3 separate regions of the Danio rerio genome follow, and regions 1 and 3 are each linked to region 2. A link is a contact called in public Hi-C data. All regions are on one chromosome and are shown on one strand. Each heading gives the region's core, a stretch centred on a gene start, on an enhancer-like site or on the middle of the called end of the contact. The rest is flanking DNA. Distances are from core to core; before and after follow the strand shown. Region 1 overlaps pax5 (paired box 5). Region 2 holds the start of melk (maternal embryonic leucine zipper kinase). Region 3 overlaps zcchc7 (zinc finger, CCHC domain containing 7).

Region 1 (3,558 bases), core at 285-2,784, 150 kb after region 2:
GCCGCGATCTCTTCCCCCCTCTCTTCCCCCAAGGGATTGTCAAACAGAAGGCTAAAGCTCTAACAAAGCAACCGGGTTCTGGGTTAAGAGAAATCTAGCAAAAAAGCTGGCACAAAAAGCAAACTTCACCTGTATTAAAGACATGATTAAAACTATTGGCCCTACAGCATTCATTAGTTGCATCTTTAAAGTTTTTTAATCAATTAGGCTATAACACACTGCTTAGCTTTCATTAGCTAAATTTAATCCGCGTGTTTTTGTTTTTTCTAGTTCTTTAAAACAAATTCTGAAAAGTTAGATCGAGATCAAACATATGACAGATCAAAGAAAGTTAAATTCTATAAGCTGGGAACTTACTGTGCATTGCTGCGAAAGGGTCGTGTTTGCAGTGGATTTCCATCGTGTTTTAAAACAGGCCTTCTCGCGAAGAAGAAAAAACACAAAAAAGTCTTTATTGTCCTGTACTTGTTCTTTTAAAGGGTTGTGCGTTTGTAGTCAGTCTGTCCTTGTTTCTTTTAAACAGTTTTAACTGTTTGGGAGTCCAAAGAAACTTTGGTAAACAAATAAAAAATGAACCTTAAGGCCTAAGGTCATCAGTTGAAGGAATTATGTAAAAAGTTTTCTTGATTTTCCAGGTGGAAAGAAAAAAGAAAATTCATAAATAATTTGTGATCTTATCCATCTTTAATTAGCCAACAAACAATGTAAATAGGCGGCCTGGGCACAACCCTTTAGGGTCACACAATTGCTTTTGCGGCCCTACATCCAGTCTCAACTAACTCAGACATCAGAGAAGATTAATCAAAAAGAAATAAAAAAGTCCTGGATATGTAGGAATTTTAATATTATTCCGATCAGTCTTCTTAAGCTTTAGATAAAAAATGTAGAAGTCTCGTTCCCAAGCTCTATCTTGACATCCTCGCTCCACTGACCGTGACCCGTGAACTGTGACCGAGGTTCGCGCTGTCAGAGCGCGTCTCTGCCAGGGATCTGTAAAATCCTGGTGAGGTTTCTGAGAAACCAAAACATTTACTTCATGTTCAGCGTATCTTCACATAAGCTCGATTTGCTTGCATCTTTATATTTTAATTGCTCAAAGCGCGTCTCTTTTTTGAAAAGAATATGCAACTCCGACTGCACGATGGTCCCCAAACAAAAGACATACGTACAGGTGAAATTAAAAAGTACATGATGTGAACCCCGAATTAACACGTTTTCCGAAGTTGAATATAAAATAAAAAATACCCATTGTGCGAAGCATTTGAACTTGAGGAAAATGTCCAAGAAACGAAGGAAAAAAGGCTTTGTCAAGTTTTGAAGCAGTCGGGAAGTGCGTAAAAATCCAAGTAAAGTCTCAGATGGATGATACGGTGGTATAATTTGTCTTTTTCGCCCAAGCTGCCGTCCGCCGAACGGTGTTCTTCTTTCAGTGTGAGCGCTCCGGCGGCGAGAAGCAGTGGTCGAGCCTCCGTCTTAACCGCGCAAACACTGCACGAGCGCACGGCGCGTTTCAGAACCTGCTCTCGTGTGGACAGCGCCAAAGCCACAGCAGACTGAATCTACTACCGAGTCCGAGCGAGACTGTCAATCAACAGACGTCTACCTATCCGAGCACTGCACCTCTGCCGTCACAATCGCCCTGAGTCGCGCTCAGATAAAGACGACGCCGATTGGCTATCACTGAGCCAATATGAAAGTGACGTGCTGTCCCAATTGTGCACTGACAAATAGGGAGTCTCGGATAGAAGTTGGTTCTCTGGCGTCGCTAATCCCATGTCTAATTTCAATTAAGGAACGGGGTAAAATTGAAATTTTAAAATATCCGTTTGCAGTATTTTTAGAAGTCCAATTAATAAACAGTTAACAATTAGTTATGCGACAGAACATGTTTTCAGTTAAACGAATAATCCTGGCCATATAATTAATTGTAAAAACACTGCAAAAATCATGAGACTGACATATTGCAACATTTCCCTGAGATATATATGCATATAAAACAATATACAGGCTATAATATAAATTAACAAATCTTTTCGACTGTTGTATGTCAACATAATTAGAAATAAATTCAACAAATAATATCGCACTTGCATGTGCAATTATGACTGCTGTTTAGAATTGTCCACGAGAGAAAAACGTGTTAATTTAGTAGGCTAAACGAATATAGAAAGTTTGATTATTGTGCATTAAGTAAAATGCTCTGATTAGTTTTCATGAGAGATTATGAGGGATTTTTTTATGTTTCTATGTTTTCTTCCTCTTCATTGCTTTGACGGACACTAGAACTGTTTTACTTTTGCACATTTTCTTGCCTAATAGCCCAATTTTTCATTAACAGACTATCAAACAGATTATTAAGAACTTGATATTAAGTCAGATATAGTTTAGCTGACTTAATAACTGTGGTTTGTTTTTAAATAAGAGTCGTTATAATTATTTTATTTTGTAGTATAAAAACAGACATTACAATATTATTTAAAACAAAAAAGGAGTTTATGAACATTAATGCTTACTAACTTTATTGATTTTATTTATTTATTTATTTACAGTTACTTAATTAATTAATTAATTAATTAACTAGTTAGTTAATTTAACTATTTTACATTTCAGCACTTATTAAATGATTTATCGATGGATTACTAGTATATATTTTAATATTTTTGTGCTTTTACTAATTTATATAAACATACATTTCTATGAAGCAAAACATTATACAAAATAAAACACAAATTTCTAAAATTATACAGCACACAATTTTAAATAATGGCTCTCATTTTTTTACGTGTTGTTTTGTGTAAGTCTTCAAAAGAGCACACAAATATTAACTCTATAAAAATGTGATTTTTTTTCTTCTTAGTTTTGGGATAGATTTTCAAGCATGCGACTCTGAATTGCTTTGCTTAGAAACCAGTGACACAACTATCTTTTATATGTGTCGGTAATTTGCTGTGTGGTAAGAAATATGACCTTTACGTCACTGCAACTATGTGATTCAGGTTCACCATTCATGTGCTTAACGCAATATTTTAGTCTTTTTCTCCGAGTGTCTTTAAAGAAAGATTCATCCGCGGTGAGCCGTTTGTGCCACGAGGGGGCGAACCCTTGGTCTCGTGTGAAGAAGCTCATCATACGCGCACGCAAACACACACACACACACACACACACACACACACACACACACACATACGTGCGCACTTTTGCATAGCCTACGCGCACAACTAATGATAGACGTTGCAATGTTAAACAAATGTTTACGTTTTGTATTCCGTCTTATTCTGTTAGATGTGTAATACATGTTGGTCAGTTTTATTTACTTAACAATTATGGGGGCTTTTTATGCACATTTTTTTTAGTTTTATTTATTTATTTTCTATTGATTCTTGCATTTAGATTCAAACGCGGCCTCCAAAAAAATTATATTATGGTGATTTAAAGATTCAAACTATGTAAATAGTTCAAGTAGCCTACACTGAATTATTTTAGGCCTAATTTTTCTGCCTTTTTTGGGAGCCTCTTATTATTTCCCCCAGTTCAACTCTGGCTCACGTGATGAAATGT
Region 2 (3,641 bases), core at 188-2,687:
TGTATGTGGGGTAAAGTTATTTAGTATTGAATGTAATTCTAAACCAAAAGTCTTTGTACTATGATTACAGTAATTTATTCTATTTATGAGGAAAGCATAGATCAGGATTCTGTGTTGTGTATCTTCCAACATTCTCTTCTCTCCTTAAATTTGCTATCTCTTGCTTGCTTTCTCACTACTATTCTAACCAATGTTATGCACATACAGTAAATTTTCTTCTGTCTGCCATGCCTACTTTCTATTAGATAATGCTCTAAAAGTGTTCTGCAGTAATCACCTGGGTTATAAATGTTTACAAAATACAAACAACATTTTCTTGAGTAGGCAGTAACATTTTTGTGTTCTTTAAGATGAATATACCAAAGCCGATGGATGAATGAATTTGCAGAGTGATTGCAGATTTTTCAATCAACATCTGCATATGCTTTACAGGTTTAACTTCAAGAAGGTAGGATAATTTGGATCATAGATGTGGAGGAACAATATAATTGTTTAATAGCAATCTATAATTTAAATAGAAGCAATCTAATTTTGGTGCTATTCGTTTATTTTTTCACAGACAAGTCATTTCTTTATATTCATTCCTCCTATTTTTCCAGTCCTCACAAAACACTGCTCATATAATCACCATACAATGATCAAATTATTGTAGAAATTCGTTCAAAGGTGACAGAAAATTACAAATATGAGTGCGTAAAGATAGCAAATGACTAAATTATAAGCAAGGTCATTTACCCACAAGTACATGTGTCTGAATACCAAAAAGCTGCCATGTACTCTTTACTTATAAGGCATGCTGTAAGCCATAGGCATACTGTATTTCTTGAAAATAGTGGGCAAGGCTGCATGTAGAAAATGAATGCATGATTGAAAGAGTGATCAGTGAGTGTATGGATGGATTATGAAAACCAACATTGTAATGCAGTATTCACCCCATTAAAATTAGTTCCAAATGACTGTGATGTATTTTTTTATTATTAAATTTAAAATGATAGATAGATAGATAGATAGATAGATAGATAGATAGATAGATAGATAGATAGATAGATAGATAGATAGATAGATAGATAGATAGATAGATAGATAGATACACTGGTCAAAAGTTTGGGGTCAGTTTTTTTAAGAAAATGATTCAAGGATAATCTAATTCAGGGGGTAGATAGATTACATTTCATTCAATTATATTTCATGTAACGTTAGGTGTCAGATTCAAATGGCTGTTTACGTTGAAATTAGCTATGCTTTATATGTATGTATGAGAGTATATTGCCATGAAACCTGACCTGGAATTAGTAACACGGCAGAAACTCTTCTGTATCGTTATTTCTTTTCTATTCAGTTATAAAGGCGATTGATTTGGGGAAACAAAACACTTCTGGATCACGATCAAAAGGACTTTTACCGTATAACCGTAACCGGAAACAGGAACTCGTCTGACACCAAGGGGGAAATTCAAATTTTAAAACATGTTCAAATGAATTGTTTTGGTAGTCCAAGTTGTAATTTTATCGCATTGAAAACATTCGAATTTTTAAGTAACAACGTAACCGATTGTCTGTTTTCATTCTTAAATTGTACATTATTTGTTGTTTTGAGCTCTTTTTTATCGGCGTTTTAAAGACCATCATTGGAGCACAGTTGGTAAGTCTGTTATTAAAACATGTCAGTCAAAACAAACCCTTTTCATAAATCTGTACTGCGTGTACGTCAGGTAATTTAATGACTAATGATATTTCTACCCAGTTCCATTTAAAAAATATTTTGTGTGATATACTGATTTATACGTCGCTTTTTGTGCGACTGTCTGATCTAACGTTAGTAACGTTACAGTTTTAGGAAGAGGAGATGATTGCCACATTCACGGCGAGAAAATGATAGAAAAATTTATTTAGTTGAATGTTGAACATAAAGTTTAGGCTTTGTGCTTGAAACTTTACTTTTGTGTGCCGTTGTTATGATCACCGACATTGCAAACGACGTGAGGCTTTCTAACAAGCATAAAACGTCCTAACTCACTGTTTCAAAATTTTAGTTATTTTATCATTAAACCAATTAAGTTACATGACATGTTGCAAATACTGCAAGAATAGCTTCCTTAATTCTCTAGACCCGTGGAGTTTATGCTCAAAACAAACATATGCCGATGAAAGTTGGTAGCCTGTGAAATTTACTTAAGTGTTTTTTTCAAAGCTGATTTTCTTTGTTCTTATATTTTTGTTTTGCAAGTAAATTATATATCAATGACTTAAACTGATGCTCCACAGATTTATTTTTACATTTTGAATTGTTGCTAACATACAGTGGTAATGTTGTCTCTTAAAACAATTTATTTCAAAATATTTATTATTTTGAAAATGATATATTATATCAATTATATCATATACGTATTATAAGTAGTTCATCTAGATAAGTTCAGGCTAAGAAACAAACTCAGAAACTAAGAAAGAAGTGTCTCACCTGTGGGATATTGACAGTTAGGAGGTTTTAAACATATCTCATGTTAATATGTTTAAAAAGCATGCTGTTTCTGATGCAGGTGTATGTGTATTCAGTATGCCAGTAGACAGCACTTCTGAACTCCTCAAGCACTATGAGGTTTATGAAACCATTGGCTCAGGTAATGTCCCTCAATTGTTTATTTATATATATAATATATAATTTATATATAGAGAGAATTTCAATAAAGAGTACAATTGAATTCCACTCTAATCCACAGGTGGGTTTGCCAAGGTCAAACTTGGCAGACACAAACTGACAGGAGAGAAAGTAGCCATCAAAATAATGGAGAAAAAAGATCTTGGGGTTTGTTATTCATTTTAAATGCCTTTACCATGAATCACAACATTTGAATGAGTACCTTAATAATTACGAAGGAAGTTATTTCTGAATTTATTCCTGATATTGAGATTTAATTTACTTTTGAAATTCAGAATAGTGTCTTTCAAGTGTTTATGTTACTAGGATGATCTGCCCAGAGTAAAGATAGAGATTGAGGCAATGAAGAACCTCAGTCATCAACATGTATGTCGTCTCTACCATGTCATTGAGACCACAAGCAAAATCTACATGGTGCTTGAGGTATGCTTTGCTGAATGTGGTTCTGATGTTTAAGGAATACCTATTAATCTTCATATGTTTAACTGCATGTATCTTGTCAATCTATCAGTACTGTCCTGGAGGAGAACTCTTTGATTACATCATTGCTAAAGATCGGTTATCAGAGGAAGAGACCCGAGTGTTTTTTCGCCAGATCATCTCTGCGTTGGCCTATGTTCATAGCCAAGGTTATGCCCATCGAGACCTCAAACCTGTGAGTTTGTCTTTGAAAAAGGGTTGTCGACTCTGAATTAAAAATTGCCTTCACTATCTAGACAGGTGCCGGTATTGTGAGTACTGCACTAAAATATATTCTTTTTAAATGTCTGGGTAAAAAACCAACAACCTTTTTCCACTTTGACCACAAAATATTTTATTTTGAGAAACATTTAAAATATTTTGGATCTGTAAACATGTCAGCCTAAATAATTCAAGTCAATCATTGATTTCTGCTGTTGTCATTTGTTTTAAATTTGTTGAAATTTGTTTCTGCTGTTGTCATTTGTTTCAAAAACAGATTTCTTTACCATTTAAAATGGAATCTT
Region 3 (3,388 bases), core at 466-2,965, 250 kb after region 2:
GAAAGAAAGAAAGAAAAGATTTAAGAAAGAACGAACAAACATAAGAAAGAATAAAAGAACGAAAGAAAGAACAAAAAAGAACAAAATGAAGAAAAATCAAAGGAAAAAAATAACGAGAGTAAGAATGAAATAAAGAAAGAAAAAGAATAAACAAAAAAAGATTGAAAGAAACTAAAGAAAAAGTAAGAAAGAATGAACAAACCTATTATTTTGTGTAAACTTTTCCAAAGTTAAACACCGCAGAGCATGCTTGTTGTGTTTTTGCCATATTGAACTACTGTATATATGCCCAGTATGGTAACAAAAATGGTTTATTATTTACTGACTAAATATTTTTTATTAGACCGTTTGTCCTTTTACAAAACTTCTGAATTATTGAAATTTCTTTACAAAACACATCAGATGGTAAGATGAACAGAAATTCACAAGGTTTTAGATGTCTCTTTAAAGCAAACAGAAAGAAAACAGTTCAAAAGAGATTGCATATTAAAAGTTTTTTTGTGTGTAATAATTCTGGCATATTGATGGTAATTATGTTTATTTACCTTTCATAATTTTAGTGTGTTACTAGCAATTTCCTTATAATAATTTATTGTAAAATTTACTATCAGTTTTTGAAGTGAAAAATATTTGCACAGTTGTTTTGTTCAGCTTCAGGTTTTTTTGCTGTTAAAGTGAGTTGCTGTTTTTAGCCTGTGTCAGTGCCTGACCATGGACAACATATGCTGACTGTCGCCCGGGTCTGCAGGCTTTATAAGGGTTTTAAAAGAGTGTGTGATGCTTTCCTACAGGTCCACTTGGTTCTGCTGGGCTGAGTCCATCTGCTTGTGCATTACTTTCATCCTCTGGGTCCTGCCCTGGTTCTGTTTGTGTGTGTAGGTACTTAAATTGAGTCACCCTCAACAGACGGTCTTTAAGGCCTTTAAACTATCCTGGAGTCTAGAGGGCTCAAAGTTAAATACAGTACAGATACCCATGTGTGTGTGCGCGTGTGTCGTGCTTTGGGAGCTCTGGCCTGTCGCCCTATGCTAGGCCCAGTCAGGTGTGAAAAGGCATTCTGTCAGACCAGTCCCTTTCTACTGGGTCTGTTTATACTGTGTGTGTGTGTGCGCGTGAGTGCAAGTGTGTGTGTGTTTGTGTGTGTGTGTGTGTGTGTGTGTGTGTGTGTGTGTGTGTGCGTGTGCGTGTGTGTGTGGTGGGGTGAGGCCTGCACCTGTCTTTACTAACAAACAACCACTCAACTCTAAGTTTGCCACAAAACCCAAAGGAGACTGACAGAGAGAAGTGCGAGTGTTCGCAGAAGCTACTATGCAAAGAGTGAAAGTTTTATTGGACCAATGTTACATATGGAACTAATATGATGCAACGATATTTCTCTTTTTGGAAGGCAGTTTTTGCCACAGGATGAAAAGGAAAAATCACAAATTTGGGTTAATATTTTGCAATTTTGACTTTTTTCAAAATGAGTTTACATCTCAGAATTCAGACTTTTCTCAAAATTGAGTTTTTTTTTGTTTTTTTTTGAGAATTTTACAATCCTGACTTTTTTTCTTTCCTCAAAATTGTACATTTCTATCACGATTCACATAAACTTGCAAATAGAGTTTTTATCAAAATAGAGTTCTTATTTTGTAATTCCATTTTTTTTTCCGAAAAATGAACAGTATACACAGTTGAAACCAGAATTTTACACCGCCTTTGAATTTTTGTTTCTTTTTTAAATATTTCTCAAATGTTGTTTAACAGAGCAAGAAAATTTTCAAAGTATGTCTAATGACATTTTTTCTTCTGGAGAAAGTCGGATTTGTTTTATTTCGGCTAGAATAAAAGCAGTTTTTAATTTTTTAAACACCATTTTAAGTCAAAATTATTAGCCCCTTAAGCTACATTTTTTCGATAGTCTACAGAACAAACCATCGTTTTTCAATAACTTGCCTAATTACCCTAACCTGCGTAGTTAGGAGGTTAATATGTCAGGGGGTTTAAAAAAAACTCTGACTTCAACTGTATTTAAGAACTAATGCTTCCCCACCCAGAATATTTTGTTTATAACTTTTTTAATCTAGCCTAGTATAGCAAACTTATACTTTATATTATAGTATAATAATTTATAATACTGCTTTCTTGCAGTTATTTATGGTGTCCATCGGGCCTTAAAAAGTCATCAAAAATGGATAAATCAATGTAAAGAAATTTAAGGCCCTTAAAAAGTATTAACAATGGCAAAATATTAAATTATATATATATTTTTAATTTCTGTGACTATCAGGATGCTGTGTAGTTTATGAAATCAATAAAATACTGCTTTGTTTACTGCAGTAACCAAGGCACTGCCATTATATCTGCAGTTCTGTAGGCGCTAACCTGCTTAATTATTTAGATTTAGTAGATTTTTATTCAGTATATGAACAATGTTTTAGTTTTGGATTACTTTCTTACATTAACATTTAGTAAATATACTGTAAGTTAAAATCTCGCCAGTGTTTCCCGGTTGAAACCTAAAGTGGTTATAAGGTCTTAAAATGTATGGAAAGAGTCTTAAAAAAGGTCTTAAAAGGTATTGAATATCACTCTCTGATTCCTGTATATACTCTGTTATTATTTTTTCCACATTTAATGCATATATATTGCATTTCTGATCTTTATTTCTTCAAAATTTTGTATCACCAAGTTGTTATTTTTTTATATCTATCAATAATGAATTTTGTATTGAGTTTTTTTTATAGCTCACAAATAGCTGACAAATAATGTTTTTCTCAAAATGTTACAATTTTTGTCATAGATTCATGGTTTATATCTTGCAATTTTGACTTTTTTCTTTCACAGAACTATTTTTATACCAAGAGTTATTTTAGATTCAAGATGCTAATTTTATTGCTGTTCCTGTGTCCTGACATTTTATCCCATCAGATTATACTATAACACTGTATTTGAATGGTTCTGGGGTTGGGGTTAGGGATTGCGGGAGGTTGGGGACATATTACAGCCTTATATCACACCACTCCACTTTTTAATATTTATAAATATTTACAGAAATATTGTTATTATGAAGTACCTCACAGTAATTTACTGTGAATTTACATACAGTACCTTACTGTTAAAGTAATGCAATTATTAGCCAGTACTTTATTGTAAATTTAAGGTCAAATATTTTACAGTGTAGTTTACAGTTTCACAGTAAATTATCCAATGTGTTATTTATTTATTTATTTATTTTTGACGATCATTCTGAACAAGTCAGGTCATACTGAACACTTTAAATTTTTTGAGCATATAAGCATTTACAGTGTATACAGCAACAAAGAGCATCTGTCTGTGAAAATTTATGTTCACAACAAATATCTGGCAGTTTGTGATCCTTAGACACTAAAAAAAAGATTAAAAGATG

The links. A called contact is a pair of places that touch in the nucleus more often than the background predicts.
Region 1: a Hi-C map of an unstated tissue shows a contact between it and region 2, with 3 times the contacts expected there. The contact joins the enhancer-like site here to the promoter of melk in region 2. A contact is called at or near these places in 2 of 18 Hi-C or Micro-C datasets (caudal fin and an unstated tissue) and 1 of 4 datasets of contacts at active chromatin or transcription factors (embryo).
Region 3: a Hi-C map of embryo shows a contact between it and region 2, with 2.6 times the contacts expected there. The contact joins the enhancer-like site here to the promoter of melk in region 2. A contact is called at or near these places in 7 of 18 Hi-C or Micro-C datasets (caudal fin, embryo, fibroblasts and 2 more) and 3 of 4 datasets of contacts at active chromatin or transcription factors (caudal fin, embryo and gastrula embryo).

The regions. Positions count from the first base shown.
Region 1 is chr1:23,298,662-23,302,219 of GRCz12tu, reverse strand. The region is part of intron 1 of pax5 (paired box 5); the gene reads right to left. Among named protein-coding and RNA genes, the nearest start is that of pax5, 4.2 kb to the right of the region's middle. Within about 2 kb of position 1,534, at least 34 of the 62 cell types and tissues checked have an H3K27ac peak or open chromatin away from gene starts, as enhancers often do.
Region 2 is chr1:23,447,206-23,450,846 of GRCz12tu, reverse strand. melk (maternal embryonic leucine zipper kinase) reads left to right here and starts at 1,437. Exons shown (of 18, transcript NM_206888.2): 1 at 1,437-1,641; 2 at 2,537-2,617; 3 at 2,717-2,802; 4 at 2,962-3,078; 5 at 3,167-3,310. The coding sequence starts at 2,554. It overlaps frmpd1a (FERM and PDZ domain containing 1a), which reads left to right. Exons shown (of 17, transcript XM_005170936.5): 17 at 1-957.
Region 3 is chr1:23,202,373-23,205,760 of GRCz12tu, reverse strand. The region is part of intron 6 of zcchc7 (zinc finger, CCHC domain containing 7); the gene reads left to right. Among named protein-coding and RNA genes, the nearest start is that of adamtsl7, 34 kb to the right of the region's middle. Within about 2 kb of position 1,715, at least 4 of the 62 cell types and tissues checked have an H3K27ac peak or open chromatin away from gene starts, as enhancers often do.